Regions from separate parts of the Sus scrofa genome. Here all the other regions are linked to region 2. The links are chromatin contacts, called in public Hi-C maps. All regions are on one chromosome and are shown on one strand. The core of a region is the stretch at or near the end of the contact, and the rest is flanking DNA. Distances in the headings are between cores, read along the strand shown. Region 1 holds the start of GAS1 (growth arrest-specific protein 1). Region 2 has its middle 16 kb from the start of ZCCHC6. Region 3 overlaps LOC110255610 (a long non-coding RNA gene).

What was found. A called contact is a pair of places that touch in the nucleus more often than the background predicts.
Region 1: a contact with region 2 is called in a Hi-C map of liver, with 6 times the contacts expected there. The contact joins the promoter of GAS1 here to the enhancer-like site in region 2. A contact is called at or near these places in 3 of 5 promoter capture datasets (fetal skeletal muscle and liver), 12 of 47 Hi-C or Micro-C datasets (embryonic fibroblasts, heart right ventricle, liver and 5 more) and 2 of 2 datasets of contacts at active chromatin or transcription factors (alveolar macrophages and skeletal muscle).
Region 3: a Hi-C map of liver shows a contact between it and region 2, with 12 times the contacts expected there. The contact joins two enhancer-like sites. A contact is called at or near these places in 7 of 47 Hi-C or Micro-C datasets (embryonic fibroblasts, liver and skeletal muscle).

The regions. Positions count from the first base shown.
Region 1 is chr10:28,507,454-28,511,250 of Sscrofa11.1, reverse strand. GAS1 (growth arrest-specific protein 1) reads right to left here and starts at 2,083. Exons shown (of 1, transcript XM_021064627.1): 1 at 1-2,083. The coding sequence starts at 1,990. The coding sequence ends at 941.
Region 2 is chr10:28,978,158-28,981,967 of Sscrofa11.1, reverse strand. No RefSeq gene overlaps it. Among named protein-coding and RNA genes, the nearest start is that of ZCCHC6, 16 kb to the left of the region's middle. Within about 2 kb of position 2,292, at least 11 of the 83 cell types and tissues checked have an H3K27ac peak or open chromatin away from gene starts, as enhancers often do. A contact at or near this core is called in alveolar macrophages, liver and subcutaneous adipose tissue, where this site is marked.
Region 3 is chr10:28,581,634-28,585,348 of Sscrofa11.1, reverse strand. The region is part of intron 1 of LOC110255610 (a long non-coding RNA gene); the gene reads right to left. Among named protein-coding and RNA genes, the nearest start is that of GAS1, 74 kb to the right of the region's middle. Within about 2 kb of position 1,743, at least 25 of the 83 cell types and tissues checked have an H3K27ac peak or open chromatin away from gene starts, as enhancers often do. A contact at or near this core is called in liver, where this site is marked.

The sequences.
Region 1 (3,797 bases), core at 834-3,333, 470 kb after region 2:
TTCTGAAGCATACAATTTATAAAAATTCTATATACAAAATACAGCAACTGGTAACAAACCCAGTTTTAATACACTTTATATACGAAGTACCAGGGGTGAGCACCCTGATAAAAGCAGAGGCAATATATGTTCTCCGCATTATTTGTACATACCATTTGATGTAAAGAACCAAAAACGATAATAAAACAAACATCATAAAGAGGCCTTCATAGATGGCAGTGCAGAGCTCTTTCAGATATAAAGTTGCATTGTTCAACACCACTAGCAACTCTTTAGATCAGCATTTTTTGACCCTTAATCCTTAGAAATGTGCTTAGAGATCAGAGTGGTGCCAATGAAATTAAAGTCAAGGGCTCAAAGTTATCCAAAACTAATTCAGCAACATTAACCCCTCTCATGCCCGCCCCCCCCCGCCCGCCCCCGCCAAACTGAGATTTCTGGGCGCGGATACCGAGAGTAAACGAAAGAATCGGTTAGATTGCAATGTCTTCACTGGCCACAATAAAAGTCGATACCGGCACTTTTTTCCCCCCTCGCAGGAGACATGTTAATAACCAGCCCCTTTGCACATAGAAATCCTCCTTCAAAACCCCTGCTCTAAACCCAGTCCCTTGAAACTCTTAAGGCCCCACTGGTCAGCATCTTCTCTTCGGAGTCCAGGACTACGGTTCTGTTCCCCCCCGCGCCGCCGCCCCCCCAAGCCCGTTTCATCCCGGGCGTCCTGAGCTCAAACTAGGAGGGTTTCTGCAAGGAGTTTCTGGAGCCTGGAATGCGGGACAGGGAGGATGTCCAAAAAGTCCTGCGCGGGAGAGGAGGCGGGGGTCGTGCAAGAGTCGGGTGGGTGGGGGAGCCCGACTAGGCAGAATCTACCTAGAGAGCGTCCCCAACCACCCACCCTGTCCCCGAGCCACAGGTGTCCCGGCGCCCGCCCTCCCGCGGGCTAAAAGAGCAGCGGGAGCAGCAGCAGCAGCAGCAGCAAGATGGAGGCAAGCTGGGTCCAGACGCCTCGGGGCGCCGAGCGGCAGCCGCCGCTGCTGCTCCTGCGCCCGGACCCGTAGGGCAGGTCGCCGCGGCCGCCTGCCGCAGCAGCGCCGCCGCCCGGGCGCGGCGGGTGCGGGACGCCGTCGTCGTCGTCCAGCGGCTGCTCCCCGCCCGCGCCCCCAGCGCGCTGTTCGTCGTCATACTCCTCATCGTAGTAGTCGTCCAGGCCCCCGTCCGAGCCGCTACTGCCCGGGCCGTTGCCCAGCTCGGCGCCGAAGCACAGGCGGGCCATGTTCTCCTTGACCGACTCGCAGATGGGCCGCTCCAGGCCGTCGCACACACAGTCATTGAGCAGCGCCGCCTTGGGCACGGCCAGCATATCCTCGATGACCGTGCGGCACTCGTCGGTGCAGCGCAGCCCGTTGAAGAGCTTGCCACAGTAAGTCAGGTAGCGACTGAGCGCCAGGTTGCAGCGGCTGTCGCGGTCGCAGCGCCGCCGGGCCTCGGTGCAGCCCATGACCCCGCCCGCGCCCGGGCCGCCCGCGCCGCCGCCGCTCGTCCGGGGCAGGCACGGCTCAATGGCGCGCTTGGTGGACTTGCAGTTCTCATCCTGCGCGCAATCACAGTCTTCCAAGGCGGGCCCGCGGCGCGTGTGGTTGAGCTGAATGAGGGCCGAGATGCAATGGCTCGGACAGCGCCAGCGCGACGAGAAGGAGGCGGCGGAGGCAGGGAAGGCGGCGGCTGCGGCGGTTCCCGGCGCGTCGCCCCCGCCGCGCTGCGCCAGCACCGGCGCGCACGCCTCGGCGTACTGGTTGTAGGCGTAGCTGCACTCCGGCTCCCCCTGGCACTGCAGCAGCGCCTGCCAGCAGATGAGGCGGCGGCCGTGCGCCAGCCCCGAGCTCCGCGGCGCCGAGCCCAGCAGCTGCAGCAGCGCCATCAGGCACAGCCAGGCGCCCGGCACGGTTCCCCCGCGGGCCCCGCCGCCGCCGCCCAGCAGCCCTGCCACCATCGCGGGCAGCGGCGGCCGCCGGGCGAGGAGCGGAAAGGAGACGAGGCGCGGGGAGCGTCGGACGCGGAGCCGGCGGAAAAGTTTGCCCCTGTCCTGCCAACTTCTTGCATGAGTGTTTTCATAAATCCATGCGCGCCGCCGGCTGGTGCCCCGCTGCTTGCAGAAGGTCGGCTCGCACTCGGGCTGCGGGGGCTTCCTAGAAGTGCACGGCCACTGAGGGCTCCTCCGGTCGGCCCCCGGCGGTGGCGGGAGGCGCTCACTGCCGTCCCGGGGGGCTGCGGGCCGCGGGGCCGCGGCGGGGCTGCGGGACCGCGCGGCGCCGCGGGTGCATTTTGCTCCGCGCCTGCAGATCCGTTGTGCGGCCGCGGCGGCTCCTTCCTCCCGGGCTCAGCGCCGCGCCGCCGCCGCCGCCGCCGCGGTCTCTCGCATCGCGCCGCTTCCTGGCTCGCGGCCGGGCGCTGCCCGCCTTCCCGCGGCCGGGCCGCCCGCGTCCCCTCCCCCTCCGCCCGCGGCGACCCCGGCCTCGGCCGAGCTCCGGGGAGCTCTTTCCGGGAGGCGCGAGGAGAACGAGAAACTTGGCGCGGCCAGAGAGCGGCTCCCGGGCTTGCCTCGGCGGCGGCTTCTCGGGTGACAAGGAGCCCGGGGAGCGGATCCGCTGAGCCGGGCTGCGGACTCGCTCGCAGCGAGGCTTTAAATACAAAAGTGGGCCGGGAGCCCCCGCGTGGTGCCGCGGTGCCCCCTCATTATGCATGCATGGAAAAGCAAACAAACAAAAACATTAGCAACGCTCCTCCGGCTCTCCGAGCTCCGGCCCCGCGCGCTCCGAGCCTGCCCGCTTTCTCCTTTCTCCACTCTCTTTCGCCCTTTGCTCGGCCCCCTTTCCCGGCTTTTCGAGATGCTATTGGTCCCGCCTGTTGTTGTTGAAACTTTTTTTTTTTTTTTTTTTTACGAGCCGCTGGAGTGGGGTTGCGGAGTGGGGGAGGGCGGGGAGGGTGGTGGGCAGCTCACATTCAGGCATTCAGGGCCTGAAAGGAACGGCTTAAGGAGCCTGACAGAGGCCCGGGAGCTCCTCCTACTCTTAAGGAGGCTCAGATATGGAGCCCTCTGCTCGCAGCACAGAACCAGCGGGCAGGGCTTGGGGGCAGCTGCTTGCATCCGGCTCGGCCATGGTCCTTTTTGTTTGGTTCATTATACTGTGTGAGTTTTTTTTTCTTGGGGGGGGGCACTTTTATTAATTCTCCCTGGTCCCAATCTGTGCTTTCTACTGGCTTCAGAGTTCAGTTTGTTTTTCGAGTTTCCCATCTTTGCCGATCATCAACGGGGGTGGGTGTGCCGGGACCGGGGGGTGGGGGGTGGGAGGGAACTCAGAATTTAATGTGGGACTTTGAAACTTGAAAAAATAAAATCCAAATGCACACAAGAGGCACACGCTTAATTAGGAGTACTGATGAGATATTTGCAACCCTCCCTCCACCCCTCCACTCCCCCGCAACCCGATCCCAGTTTACCGATCTGGCAGGTACGGTCCGGGGGCGAGGCATCCTTGTCAACTGCAAGACAGAAATCCAGTAAGGCAATTTATTTTTTTTAAGAATATAAATTTCTAACACAGACGGCGATGAAAAAAACAATCATAGTATTAAACATCTTTAGGAACGTTGAGCCGCGGTCACAACCTAGAAGAAGGGGACAAACCGGCACCCTCCAAGGCTTCTATTAAAGTGTAAGTTTCAATCCCTGGCTCGGTTGAAGAAGGGTAACCGCCCGAGTACTGCAGCCTCTGCAACCCAGGCGCGAGAGTTTGCGA
Region 2 (3,810 bases), core at 1,043-3,542:
AGTGCCTGTCCTGGAGAGCTTTAGTTTTGTTCTATATCAGGTGTTTATAATTTGAGGGTTTTTTTTTTTTGGCTTTTTAGGGCTGCACCTGTGGCATATGGAGGTTCCCAGGCTAGCGGTCCAATCAGAGCTGCAGTTGTCAGCCTGCCACAGCAGTGCAGGGTCCAAGCCACATCCATGACCTACGCCACAGGTCACAGCAACACCGGATCCTTAACCCACTGAGCGAGACCAGGGATTGAACCTGTAGCCTCATGGATACTAGTCAGATTCATTTCTGCTGAGCCATGATGGAAACTCCCATAATTTGAATCTTTGTCTAGCTAAATCCATTGCAAACTGCCATCCCACCCCACCCCGACAGTCATCAAGCCTTTTAGTGTTCCAGGAACTGAACTGTGGCGGTTCCCTGTGTTATCTCCTTCTCTCCTTACAGCTGCCCTGGACAGACCCAGCCATTAGTCCCATCATACAGGGTGTGGAAACTGGAATTTAGGATAATAAGCTTGGCCTAAGACATATAGCTATGAATAGGAGAGCCAGGATTTGAACCGCCGATTCATAACAAAGCCTGTGAGCCTAAATGTCAAGCTGTCTACCACGGCATAGAGAGAAGGGGTACAACATGAAAACCAGTGTTTTGTTAAGTCAGCAGATGTTTACACTCTCTGTATAAACAGTGAAATTTCCCCATAGGAGCCACATGAAAAGAGACAGTCACTCCTAAAAACACATTGGTGAACTTGGTTCTCACTCTTCAATGTCTTTTGCCGTCATCTTTTTGTTATTCATTAATCAAAAAGCCTCAGGCAGCTGTCTTTTGGAATTTATCATTTTCTAGAAAATAATCTGCTTCCCTTTTCACTTTTTTCCTAGGATCTCTTCACACAAAAGGCAATATTCCTGAATTTGTATTGGTCCAGGCATTCGAGAATCAAGGTCAGAAACCTGTATAGGTTTTTAAGGTTATTTATTTCCTTCTTCCCTTAGAACACACAGACACAGACACGCATATGTTGCTTTTGCAGTCATTTTTATTTTTTGTTTTTTTGCTTTTTAGGGCCGCACCCATGGCATATGGAAGTGCCCAGGCTAGAGATTGAATTGGAGCTGCAGCTGCCGGCCTACGCCACAGACACAGCAACACGGGATCCGAGCTGCATCTGTGACCTACACCACAGCTCATGGCAACGCCAGATCCGTGACCCACTGCATGTGGCCAGGGATCGAACCCGAAACCTCATGGTTCCTAGTCAGATTCATTTCCTCTGTGCCACAACGGGAACTCCATAGTCATTTTTTAAAAAAATAGACTTAAATGTTCTCAGTTGCAGGTAGTCGGTTAAGATGCCTTCAAAATGTGCTGCATGTAGGTGCGAGTGGGTGGGGGTGAGTTGCAGTCTCAAGACCTAGCGCACTGTGGACCCGCTCAGGAGCCTGCTTCCAGATCACAGGTTTGTGCAACAAGAGGGCTAATGCCGACATCTTCCTTTCTGGAGAAATGGAATGACTCAGAATCCAGATGTTTCGCCTAGCCCTGCATTTGTAATTAAGAGCTGACGGTGGCAGTTCCCAGGGAGTCTTTGAATCATCTCTTCTTATATTTGCTCTTTTTAGAACAATCTAGGACATGTCAGCTGAAAAAAAAAAAAAAAAAGTTGCTTGCCAAGAGAGAATGACTTTTTATGTGGGGGTGGGGACACCGAGTTCTTTTTCCCCCTCTCTGCAGGGGAACACAGTGGAGAGAATGAGCTAATGATTCTCAGAGAAATAAGTGCGTGCTCATGAACTCAGATACCTGGAGAACTTCATGAAATGTAGGCCGTTTCATGTAACTTTTCCCTTTAGTCCTGGCGTGTATACAATGATGAAGAGACGATCATTTCACTTTAATGAACAAATGCTAGCACAAAAGAGCTGAACCAGAGAAACCTGAATTTGCGGGCAGCCGCATGAAGTAAAAATAAACTCGCTACCTATTGTGAAATCATTTTGGGTGCAGTGTGCCCCAGGACGGTGTCACTCCTGGTTCTTCTTTTTCCCATCCACGTAAGAGTGTCCTCGTCCAAGCCAACTCTGGATTTAGATAAACAGATGATTTATTTAGATAAATCAGATGAGGTCCTAGATCACCCTGGCGCAGGAGAAAAGACCTTATTTCTTCACTTGTCAAATACTTACCTGTCCAGCACATTCTGTAAGGCACTAAATCCTGGTTTCCACGCCTATCTTTTATTACTTTCATTTCCTGAGATTCTGAGAGGGCTGGTGGAAGCAGAAGCAATGGTCTTAGTAGTGCAGAATTTTGGAGCACAATGTACTTCCTCCTCAAATGTTCCTCAAATGTCGCTTCGTCAGCTAGTGATAATTAGGAAATTGTCATCATTGCAACAAAATGAAAAACCAAGTAAAAAGAAAGTGAATTTTGCGTAAAGCGAAATGTATTTCCCAAAAGGATATCTGTCCTACTTTTCTAATTTGGGGGGCGTAAAGCCTTTATCCTTTTCTTTGCTGCCCTCCTTTCTTGTGACGGAAACTGGAATGTCACTCCAAAATATGTCTCCCTGACAGAAAAATTTATTTTGAGCTGAAAGCAATTGAGAAGCCGCAGATGTCGGAAAAGCTCCCTCTTTGCTGCTTAAAGAGAGGGTATGAATTCTCCTGCTGGCAATAGGCTTTTAGTGGCCCAGAGACATCAGAGGGATCTGCGAACAAACCTCACTCCTTTAATGTCCTCCCATATAGTTACCTTCCAACTGTCTGCCGCTCTTGGAAGGCTAAAACTGCTTTCCTTTGTCCTACCATTTCCCTAGAGATTTTTCTTTTTTCTTTTTTCTTTTTTTTTTTTTTTTTGGTCGAAGTTGCTATATAAGCTAGGGTTCTAAGCCACTGCTTTGAGTTCCTCTTCATTTTGGAGTTCCTGTCGTGGCGCAGTGGAAATGAATCCAACTAGGAACCATGAGGTTGCAGGTTCGATCCCTGGCCTCTCTCAGTGGGTTAAGGATCTGGTGTTGCTCTGAGTGTGGTGAAGGCCGGCAGCTGTAGCTCTGATTAGACCCCTAGCCTAGGAACCTCCATATGCCGTGAATGTGGCCCTGAAAAGCAAGAAAAAAAAAAAAAGTTCCTCTTCATTTAGATTTCTCCTGACTGATGCGAGTTGCATGCTTTATTTTTTGTTGTTGTCATGAAGAACTCCAGCTGAAAACCTAAGATGATATAGTTTTGCTTCTCTTGCACCTGTCAGAGGAGAAAAGGTTCAAGAAACTGAGACCCAGATGGGGATCAAAGTGTCCCTTTGGTCTTGGGCTGGGCAAGGGCTCAGTAACATCCTAAATCCAGGCCAAAGGGCAGCCTTCTCTTCCCTCCTTTGCTACTGAATTCAGCCAGGTCTATCCCACAGGGCTGATCTGAGTGACACCCAGTCACAGGTAGAGGAGGTGGAGCAGAGACAGAATTATAGATTGCTAGAGTGGGCCAGGCTTAGCCAGCTTAACTCTGCCAAGGTGCCATGAACTCTCACCCAGACTTTGCCCACCGGTGAGCCATGCCCTGTGAATGTCAGCTTATTGATCAGATTAGGTGCGTCTCTTCCTTTTGGATGGTAAGCATGTGGGGTGGAAGCTGTCTCCCCAGCATTGGCCCAGATGTGAAAATGTTGGAGGAAGAGCCTTCCTCTATGAAGAAAACAAGAGAATTCAGGAGAGCTGGGTTTGCTAGGGTGTTAACTAAAAGAGCCTCAGCGCTTTGGCGGTCTCATTGTATTTCACATCACCAGATAGCTGAGTGTTGCAAAGAATATTCAAAAGGTGT
Region 3 (3,715 bases), core at 494-2,993, 400 kb after region 2:
CTAAGTGTGCCTGGCTAAGAGTCTGGTTACTAGACCTCTAAGTCCCATCCAGTGCCTGGACACTTAAACCAAGTCTCTCATGGTAGCATTTTGTTGAGATGGTCCTTTTTCCTCTCCATTCCATCCCCATTAAATCCAGTGGTTCCCTCTCAGCCTCACCCACCTCTCTGCTCTCATTACCTCCCTCTTCATATCATCTGCTTCAGTCGGGGAAATCATAGAAGTTCTGGGTTTGGGAGTTCCCGTCGTGGCGCAGTGGTTAACGAATCCGACTAGGAACCATGAGGTTGCGGGTTCGGTCCCTGCCCTTGCTCAGTGGGTTAAGGATCCGGCGTTGCCGTGAGCTGTGGTGTAGGTTGCAGACGCGGCTCGGATCCTGCGTTGCTGTGGTTCTGGTGTAGGCCGGTGGATACAGCTCCGATTAGACCCCTAGCCTGGTAACCTCCATATGCTGCGGGAGCTGCCCAAAGAAATAGCAAAAAGACAAAAAAAAAAAAAAAAAGAAGTTCTGGGTTCGGCAGGAAGCTCTGCTCATAGTCTTGTTTTGACCAAGCATTTACTCTCCATTGGAGCCCTTTGTATTTGCCTCAGGGATCAGGATTTGGGAAGCTAAAGCCAGGAAATCAACATTTATTTTTTTTTCTCAGCTTCAGCCCTGTCACATCAAGCCCTAGAGGCAATGAGAACAGAGCCTTAACTAAGCTCTTTGAACAGAGGACAAATAAGCCATTGCTTACTATTTCACAATTCTTATGATGCCACAGATTTCTGAAACATCTTGTTTGGAATATCAGCTACGGCCCATTAAGTAAAGTAACCTCAACTGTGACACACCTGTTACTGAGCCAAGGCTCTTTTTTTTTTTTTTTTTTTTTTTTTTGTCTTTTCTAGGGCCGCACTCATGGCATATGGAGGTTCCCAGGCTAGGGGTCTAATCAGAGCTGTAGCCGCCAGCCTACACCACAGCCACAGCAACGCCAGATCTGAGCTACTTCTGCAACCTATACCACAGCTCACAGCAATGCTGGATCCTCAACCCACTGAGCAAGGCCAGGGGTCGAACCCAAAACCTCATGGTTTAGTCAGATTCGTTAATCACCGAGCCACGACGGGAACTCCAAACCTAACCATTTTAGAAGTATTTTGTTTTTATTTTCTCTCTGAAGTGGTTAGCCAAGATAGGACTTCATTTCCCTCTCTTTTGCAAGGCTTTGCAAGAAGGACCACTTACCATCAATTTTGCTTTTTATTCAATGGATTTTGCACTTTCCCTTCAAGCTCTGTTTCGGCTAAAGTCAAAGTATTCAACATTTTCTAGAAGATGCTATCATGGGTTGTTAGCAGGCAGAAGTTAATGCCGCTGTGGTTCTATATTTTCTTCATGGGGTGATAGAAATTTCACCAGTTCTTTGAGGAACACTGAAAATTTGGCTTTACACTTGGGGCCTCTGTCACCCAATACTTTAAATAATCTTCCAAATGTCAGCTGTAATGCTATCTCTCCCTGCTGAGACAAAGGTGGGCCTAAAATGAGCTAGAAAACGACAGCTGGATCGATCAGGCGTTCTTCAAGGAAGATGCCAGAAAATCTTGATTAATACCATCGTTCCCTCTGGAATTAATTTTCAGTTCTCCTATCAGGTGTGTTGATAGAAAGCGGTCAGACAGTTCTAGTCATTGCTTCGGATTCCGGTGCTGTCCTTCATCAGGGCCTCTAATGAAGTCTGAGCTGTAGCCTGGGGTTGATGCCAGACTGGAATGCAGGGAGGCTGAAAGCTGACACCAGTTCAACCAAGCAAAGGGCCTTGGCTAAGGTTGTCTCCATGACAACCTGAGTGTTTTCCTGGTGATGCATTTACACAACAGGGTTAAAGTTCTGTGAAAGCAACAGCTGTTGTAAAAACAGTATATTAAATATGTTTAGGACTGTAAAATGGGCATTCTTTATTGTGGCATTTCATTTGAGGAAATTCTGCAAATGCACAATGGATTTTAAAACAGAATTGCTAAGTGGCAGGATATTTCTTTGGTCAAATCTCTATTTTATTCTTGTTTCTGAAAGGGAGCAGGAGAACATTTCTGATGATCTTTTTTTCCCCTGTCATTTATTTCTTGTAAAATTATCTTCTCACATCAAAGTATTCAACCTACAACCTCGGATCCCTTCATACTGGCCAGTATGTTTGCAATAAGTCACCTGGCAAATAACTTTGGAGAAGGAAAGCAATCTATGAGCCCTGTAACTGAAATCATTTGTCATGCTTCTTATTGGGGTTTGTTCTTTTCTACTCACAAGCTTTCAGTTTTTCATGCTGACTGATCATTCGGACAGGTATTCGAAAAACAAAACAAAGAATTTTCCAACAGTCCGAGAAAGACATTGATTTTTTTACAATAGAAACTTCTTTGTCTGCTTCTGGCAAATCTTATGCCCCCAGGTTGATGAGACGGACGATACCCAGATTTGCAAGAGGGAAACCGAACGTAATTCAGAATTCTGCCAGTTGGTGAGCAACTCTGTGGCATTATGAACAGAGTGACCCCACCATCCAGTTGTCATGGACATCTGGAGTTCACTGTTAAAATCAATAACATCTTGGCAGACCAGGACTGGTTGGTCACTCCCACCTTCAAAAACATTGGGCAACATCTGTTAGTATGCCAGACTCTGTACTAAGGGAATGGGATCCAGAGTCAAATAGTCCTCACTCTGTTCCCATCTCCCCCGGTTATTTAGTGAAAAAATGTAGTGAATAAATTTTGGCTGTCTACCTGAGTATGTGCATATCTATAATAAGAGGTGATAAAAGGCGTGCCTTCCTTTCCGGGGTGTTGTGAGCCAAGGCACGAGGGCATGGCAGGACCCCTTTCTGCCCCAGGTTGCCATCTTGGTTGGGCTGGAGTGGCCATTTGCCGGGGGCCTCCTGTTTTCCTCCTCTCCTGGCACTGAGTGGCCAGCATTGGCCAGGCAAGCCCATTCAAGAGGTGCCCCTCCTGGAGCCTAGAGGTGGAAAACGCAAGAGTCCATCCACCTTGGCCCCATCATGTCAGATCCAGAAAAACCAATTACATGGCATTTTACCCTTGCTTCTTTCCATTCGGAGACTGAGCTGAGAAAAAAAAAAAAATTTGTTTACATCCGTGGACTTTCTAAGCCTCAGAGAATATTGGCTGTGAATATTTTTCTAAATCAAATAACCAAGATGTACTGGTTGCCTGGCTACTCTGTAAAATGTAGGTGGCCCTGGAAAAGCCAAGGACACATTCTCCCTTTCCTTGAAAACAAACACCATAAGTCCACTCCCTCTATTTATGAAGAGGGAAAGGAGACACCTAGCAAAGCTTCTAGGAACACATCTCAGAAATAAAAACAGCAGTCAAAAGAACGCACATCTTCCATTGTACTCTGCCCACCAAGATTTCAAGATGAAAATCTTCCAGTCTGGCTGAATTCCCCAGCAGCATGTTCCAATAATGAGCATGGAATCCCCCTGTCAACCACACAGAGTAGAAACCCCATGCTTGAGTCTTCAATGCATGCATGCATGCATTCATTCATTCCCCCAGTATTTGTTGAATGCCTTTTACATCTCAGGCACTGATCTAGGTTCTGCAAAAAGAGCAGTGGTGGGGGTTGGGGTTGGGGGGCGGGGAGAAACCAACACAAGATCCTTGCCCTCATGCAGCTTAGTGATGGAGAGGACACTGAAACTCC